2 separate regions of the Sus scrofa genome follow, and region 1 is linked to region 2. Evidence: chromatin contacts called from public Hi-C data. All regions are on one chromosome and are shown on one strand. The core of a region is the stretch at or near the end of the contact, and the rest is flanking DNA. Distances in the headings are between cores, read along the strand shown.

Evidence for each region. Hi-C and Micro-C count contacts between places; a contact is called where the count stands out from the background.
Region 1: a contact with region 2 is called in a Hi-C map of skeletal muscle, with 2.9 times the contacts expected there. The contact joins two enhancer-like sites. A contact is called at or near these places in 1 of 47 Hi-C or Micro-C datasets (skeletal muscle) and 1 of 2 datasets of contacts at active chromatin or transcription factors (skeletal muscle).

Annotation. Positions count from the first base shown.
Region 1 is chr7:92,396,321-92,399,768 of Sscrofa11.1, forward strand. No RefSeq gene overlaps it. Among named protein-coding and RNA genes, the nearest start is that of ZFP36L1, 98 kb to the right of the region's middle. Within about 2 kb of position 1,586, at least 45 of the 83 cell types and tissues checked have an H3K27ac peak or open chromatin away from gene starts, as enhancers often do. A contact at or near this core is called in skeletal muscle, where this site is marked.
Region 2 is chr7:92,254,890-92,258,258 of Sscrofa11.1, forward strand. All of the region lies in intron 11 of RAD51B (DNA repair protein RAD51 homolog 2), which reads left to right. Among named protein-coding and RNA genes, the nearest start is that of ZFP36L1, 240 kb to the right of the region's middle. Within about 2 kb of position 1,287, at least 2 of the 83 cell types and tissues checked have an H3K27ac peak or open chromatin away from gene starts, as enhancers often do. A contact at or near this core is called in skeletal muscle, where this site is marked.

The sequences.
Region 1 (3,448 bases), core at 336-2,835, 140 kb after region 2:
GGTGCCAACACCTGGTTCTTGAATGAACAGAATCCACGGCACTTTCCTTGGGGCCCCATGTCAGCGGCAGTGGGAAGATGCCAAGCTCAGCCTGGAGAGGAAATCAGCTCTCCACCACTTTCTCCTCCTCTGTCCTGGTCCTCTTGTCTGAGGCCTTGGGAGCCTCAGCCAGTAAGAAAGGGTGATCAGAAATTCTGGCTCCTGAGAGGAAAGGAATTTCTCTTAAAGAATAGGGATCTCATTAGCAAACTCCAGGGGAACCAGGATGGCCTCCTCAAAAGGTTCCCACGTAAGCAGTTCACCACAGTGGCTGGAGTAGGGACTGGACCCATCTGCCCAGGTTTGAAATCAGAGTTCCCGAAGCTCCAGCTGCTTTACTACTAGGGCAAGTTACTTCACTTCTCTGTGTCTCAGTTTCCTCATCTGTAAAATGGGAACAAAGTGCTTCTTCTTTGGGTTGCTGTAGGGTTTTAAAGTCAATAGTGTGTATAAATAAATATAGGTATATACTTAAATATATACTTACTATGAACAAATGGGACAGATACCAATAAAGTGGGGTTGCTATCATTCTTTGGGGATTGCGACACCCTTGATGTCCACTGCTGTCAAGAGCACAGCTTCTTCCCCACTGGTCCCCCTCCCTCCTCAGGCAGGCATCAAAGCCATCAGCTTCCCGCTGCTGCTCTGATGCTCCCAGGAGCCATGTGCTGGGCAACAAGCCAGCAATGGGGACAGACTACTCCGGCCTCAGCATCCCTGTGTGCCACTAGGTGCCCAGCATTGTGGGCATCTCTGCCCAATGAGGCCTGGGTGGGAGTTCAGACCTGGATGCCCTGGAGTCCTCGGACAGCGATGGGTCAGCTTCAAGGCCAGAGAACCTAGACCATCTGTTGTGGGGGAGAAGCTCACTGGCAAGGGGACCCCAGGAAGCAGAGTCCTGTTTGCCTGCAAGATTAGATCACTCTGAAGGGGAGCCGGGGGGCCAAGAGAGCACCACTCACTTTATTCCAGGGCAGAGCACAGAAACCTATCTGAAAATGAGCAACTTTGAGGTCTGGAGGGAGGGAACCCCATTGTGTCTGGCCTTCCTCTCCGGATCTCAGGCTGCACACCTGGCTGTGTGCTCCACCCAGGCCGAGACAGAACATTCTGGGAGTTGCAGTCAGTGCAAAGGGCCCTGGAAGAAGAAGACAGCTGCTGGTTCTTGGGGCACCTGCCCGCCTCCCGCAGCCCCTCACACCTGGGCCACTAAACTTGGGCCTGATGGGCGGCCCCACCCTCCCACCCGCAGGGGAGCAACTCCCTCCTTCTTGCCTCATTGGTCCTGGCTGGACTTCCTGGTTCCTGGGTCCCTCACCCCCTCCCCCACCCCAGCACCACCCCCTGCAGAGCTGAGAAGGGCCCTGGGGTCAGGCTGCTTCCAGGCTGGGCGCCTCACAGCACCGCCAGGGAGGAGTGGGTGGACAGTGCTTTTGCCAGAGCCCCGGGGAGGAGGGCAGGGCATTCTTTTGAGTCCATTCAGCCGCTCAGCTATTTCCTGCCCTGCTCCAGCACCCGGCATGCTCCACCTGCTCTTACTTAACCATTTCCTGTTTACTGCCGGCCTCCTGCAGCCTCCAAGCTCCCCTGCAGCAGCCAGCAGCCCAGCCAGAGCTCCCCAGACAGACAGATGGACGCCTGGATGCCTGGAGAGACGAGGCTGGATGGCTGCTCTCTGGGCAGCAAAGGGCAGCCTAGTCCTTCCTTTTGGGCAGTTTTATCAACCCCAGGGTTAGATGGCATGGCTGGGCTTCCCCGGGGTGCAGATATGGGCCTGGGAGGACAAAAAGGACCCTCCCTGGCCCAGGCTGAGTCATCCCCTCACAAGAATCAGCCGTGGCCTCTAGTAGCCTCCTCTTCCTGGCGGCCCCCTTTCCTGTGGTCACCTGTCCACAGCTCCTCTCCCAGCTTCCCCACCAGGGCCAGACAGACACAAGAACCCTCGTGGTCCTTTTCACCTGCAAGGTTCCTACAGGCGAAATCTTCAATGGTGCTCTAATTACAGATTTGCAGGCAAAAATGTGGTCCCAGTCTCAGCACCACCTCTTTCTAGGTCTCTCACTTGGGCGAATTAAGGAACCTGTCTGGACTTCAGCTGGGTTTGGGTTGTTTTTTTTTCAAGGAGTAATAATATTACCTGTGGCCAAGGTCCATGTGATCATGATACCATATCACGTATGTGAAAGTTCCTAGTACAAAAGAAGCAATTGATGGTGTTGACTCCTATTATTATAGAGAAATTTCTTTAAAATTCCTCTATGTGTCGTGTTTTTTTGAAAAATGGTAAGAAAGCCCTCACTTCCTTGCCCTTCTAAAACTATGGGCTGACATGGAGCGAAATAAGAGAAGAGGCTTCTTGAACATCTCATACCCATGGGCTGTTGAAATTGCCCCTCAGCCCCAAATACGGCAGCAGGGATAGGGTGGACAGGGAGGAGCAGGACCAGTCCTGCAGAGAGAATCGTGGCTCCATGCCAAGGCCCGAAAGAGCAGGGAAGGCTGCAGAGGTGCCCTGAGACTCAGTCATCACTGGACCCATGGAAGCCCCTGGAGGCCACCTCTCAAACGTGAGGCTCCCCGCACCAGCTGCCTTAGCCTCATCTCTCGTCTTTCTCAACTTCGGCACTGTTGACACTTCAGCTAGGAGAATCCTTGGTTCTAGGGGTTGTCTTGTGCATTGTAAGATGTTTAGCAGCATCTCCAACTTCTGCCCAAAAAATGCCAGTAGCATCCCTTCCGCCCTCGCCAGTCGTGACAACCAAAAATATCTCCAGACATTGCCAAATGCCCCTGGGGCTGGGGATCACCTCCCTGCCTCCAGGGAGAACCACTGCTCTGGAAAAAGGCCATGAGCCATAGAAAGGGGTCCCCTGGTCCTCCACAGGTCCATCCCCCATCTCCCTACCTGCTCCTGGGTCTGCCTCCACACCTCATCCCCACCCCAGGCCTGGCTGGGATGTCTCCCCCAACATTCACTGGAAGAAGCAATGCCAATTCCCCAGCAAATGAGCTACCAGAGTTGGCCTCCAAGAGCAGGCAGCCCACTGCATCTTGGGAAGGCAGCCTTGTCCAGCTGGTGGCAATTAGCTGATGAGCTGACTCAGCAAGAATGGCCAGCGCTTGGCCAGGGAGTGGTCAGTGGAGGCGTCTAGGGGCTAAAAGAGGAAGCCAGAGCTCAGAGATGAGCCAGGCATGGCAGGCATGAGACTGAGGCAAGGCCACAGGTGGTATGCAAGGGCACTAACCTGGGAACTTTCTGCTTGGCCAGCAGCCGGCCCCTGAGAAGGCCACAGAGGGCTGAAAGGGGGCTCAGAGCCCCAGCTGCTAGGCACTACCTCCCAGAGACCCCAAAAGTCCAGCCAGGCTAGACTCCAAACATTCAGTCAACCCAGGCTGGCCACTCTTG
Region 2 (3,369 bases), core at 37-2,536:
ACGGGGGTGGGGGCCGGCTGTGAGTGCCTTCATAACCTGTCAGATGTTGGGTTTGGTTGGAAACGGTTAAATATCTCCATCCTACCCCTTCCCCTGAGAGAGAGAGAGAGAGAGAGAGAGAGAGAGAGCCAGGGATGGAGTTCTGAGAACTGCAGGCTCTGCAGATGCAAAACCTATTGAATACAAAGGCTTTGCTTCCCTTCCATTCTGCAGTGGGCATCCTGTTAGCTTCCCAGGGCCTCCCTCAGCAAGTACCACACACTGGTGCTTAACTGGGTGGCTTAAAATGATGGAAATGGATTCTCTCATGGTTCTGGAGGCTAGAAGCTGAGACTGGGGTGCCTGAAGGCTCTAGGAGAGGAGACTCCTTTGCTTTCCTAGCTTTAGGTGGTTGCTGAATGTCCTTATAGTTCCTTGGTTTGTAGATGCATCACTCCAAAGTCTGCCTCCATCTCCACATGGCCTCTTCCCTGTGTATGTCAGTCTCTATGTCACTACCCTTCTTATAAGGACACCAGTCATGTTGGAATAAGGGTCCACCCTGCCCTAGTAGGAGCTCATCCTAACATAGGTACATCGGCAAAGACCCTATTTGCAAAGAAGGCTTATAGTCACAGGTTAAGACTGCACTGTAGCGTTTGGGGGACACAATTGAACCCACAATAGGAATCAAAGGTTTATTGCCCATGGTTTTTTTTGGAAAGCCTTAGGTAACTCAGGCCCTGTGTGTGTGTGTACATACATATCTGTATATGTGATTTGTCTTTATATATGGTGTTTATATATACACATAAATATCTACACACATATATATGCATATTATATTGACATACGTACACATATAAATACCTATAATAGGTATTTATAATTTATATGAATACTGTCTATTTGTATTCTATAGTGTCATACGTATGTATGGCATTATAAAAATACAAATGATAGGTATATGTGCTTTATGACACAATGTAAGTAAATATATATGACTATTTATCTATGGCACTATATAAATACAAATCATAGGGACCGTTCTGAGCAATGCCCTCATTTTTTTGATCTGGAGAAGAAGACTGAAGCTAAGCTGTTCCCTGTGGTTTTCCCACTGAAGAGATGGTGGGAAAGGGCTGTGTTGGTCCAGGCTGGACTCTGAGAAGGACTCGGGCATGTGGGATGGACAGAGGCGCTGTCTGTCCAGTGGGGTGGCCCCAGTGCCACAGAGCAGCCACCCTGCTGGCCCTGTTGCGTTCCCTCCTACTCCTCTGAGAAAACCTGGACGCAGAGATGGGCACAACTATTTCTGGAAGAAGCAGCTGGCCTCTGTGCACCGGAGCTTCCCCACACTCACGCCATCTCCCTTCTCTAGCTCCTCCTTGTCCCACTTTTTTGACTAACAGTCACATTTTCACTTGAGTGACTTGCACAGAGCATGCCCAGCTGTTATAGGTGGTCCCCAAAATAGCACCATTTTCCCTCCAAATGAGCTGAGAAATTATTTTCACGGAGGTCCTCCTACATGCCAAGTTTAAAGCACTTTGTGTTCGGTCGTTTTGGAGTTGTTGGTGAGTTGAGGAAAAACTCTTCCTTTTCCAGTTTTATAAAGGATTTTTTTTTTTTTCATTTTCTCAAACTCCAAACTAAAGGCTTAATCTCACGTTCTGGACCCTGTGGCCTGCCCAAGATATCTTTCATTAATGAACTGAGGACTCGGGGGTTTCTTGGGAGCTGCCTCCCTCCTGTGCCTTTGAAAGTGACCTTGGAAGGGGCGCAGCCTCTGCCCCAGGTGGCCTACCTGGGCCTCCCCCTGCTCTCGCCACTTCCAAGGCTGCCTGACTTCCCTTCTCAGAGCCCTGGGGCCTGATTTCCTTTCCATCCTGCTTTCTGGGATCATCCAAAAGGAAATGGCCAGGCACTCAGGAATGCCTTTTAAAATGGGGTTCTGGAGCCATTCTGCTTGGAACCTTTGCTGGGCGGTTTTGGCCAGGCCTTCGCCTCTCCGGGACATGCAAATGCACTGGCAGAGATATCGTGCAGCCTCCTCCACCTTCCTTCACCGCTCCTCACTCCCTCTCACCCCAGCTTCTGCACTTGAAAACCCCCGTGCCTATACCCAGATGAACTCGGAGCTCTTTGCACAGGGCCCACCGGCTCCGCAGCCTCTGATGGACGTGAGGCAGAGTCCAGCCTGACACTGCCTGCTCTCTCTATGGCCATGTTCTGCTCATGATCAATACATCCTAATTACAGAAAGCCTAAACTGTGGGCCTCAAACTTTGGGAGCCTTAGAATCCATTGGTGAGCTTGTTAAAAATGCAGATTTCAGAGTTCCCTGGTGATTCAGCCGGTCGAGGATACAGCATTGTGATTGCAGTGGCTCGCGTCGCTACTGTGGCGCAGATTCCCTGGCCCAGGAACTTCCTTCTGCATGCTACGGGTGCAGGACCAAAAAAAAAAAAAAAATTTCCAGCCCCATTGCTGGGAATCTTATTGAGATTTCTGGCAGAGCCTTGGAATCTGCATTCTTGAAGCAACCTAGAGTATTCCAGTGCTGGTCATCTAGCAGCCACCCTTGGAGAAATGTGGCTTAATCCTTGGTCAGGCTGGCTTACTTGGGGCTTCTACTCTGCAACACACTGCCCAGGCCACATGGGGCAGTGACAAGGAGGAAGTAAAGACCAGGAGTGTGAGGGTACAGACTGAGACACAAATATAAACCAGGTGGACGTGGGCTTGGGCCCAGGGAGCTGGGTGGAGGAAGGGTAGTTCCAAATGTGACTGCACAGGGATCAGCACTGCAGGGCTCCATGTAGAAACACTGCTGGGACAGTGATTAGAGTGACCTTGTGACCTTCTGCCGCCAGTGCAGGTGCTAGAAGGACCTTCTCCTGTGTGGGGGACAGGCTGTGAGGCTAGATGGCAGACATCACTCCTATATGCCATATCCTGAGGAGGGGAGCTCAGCTTCTCCTCAGAGGCAGCCCAGCATGGAACTTAAAAGCACTGGCTTTGGTCTCACCCTGCCTGGGTCATTGTCACTTGTCTAATCTCCCTGGGCAAACTTGAGAAGGCTACACACCTGCTTTCTCTGTACCTGGGTTTCCTCCTCTGGAAAAGGAGGACAATAATACCCAATTCCAAAGATTATCTAGAGGATTAAATGACATTATATGCACAAGGTTCTGAGCAGTCCTGGAAGTAGTAAAGGTTCCATGAACATGGGCTACCACCTTTGTTCTCATAGCTGCCCCCTGCCTCGCCGAACAGCTCTGAAGCTGCTTTTCATAGAATCAGACCACATGAGTGATTTGGATAGTCCCTGAATATCTTTGTCCCCTTGTTCCCAGAAAGCCTCTGGTTTTCCCTTTTCCTCCCTCT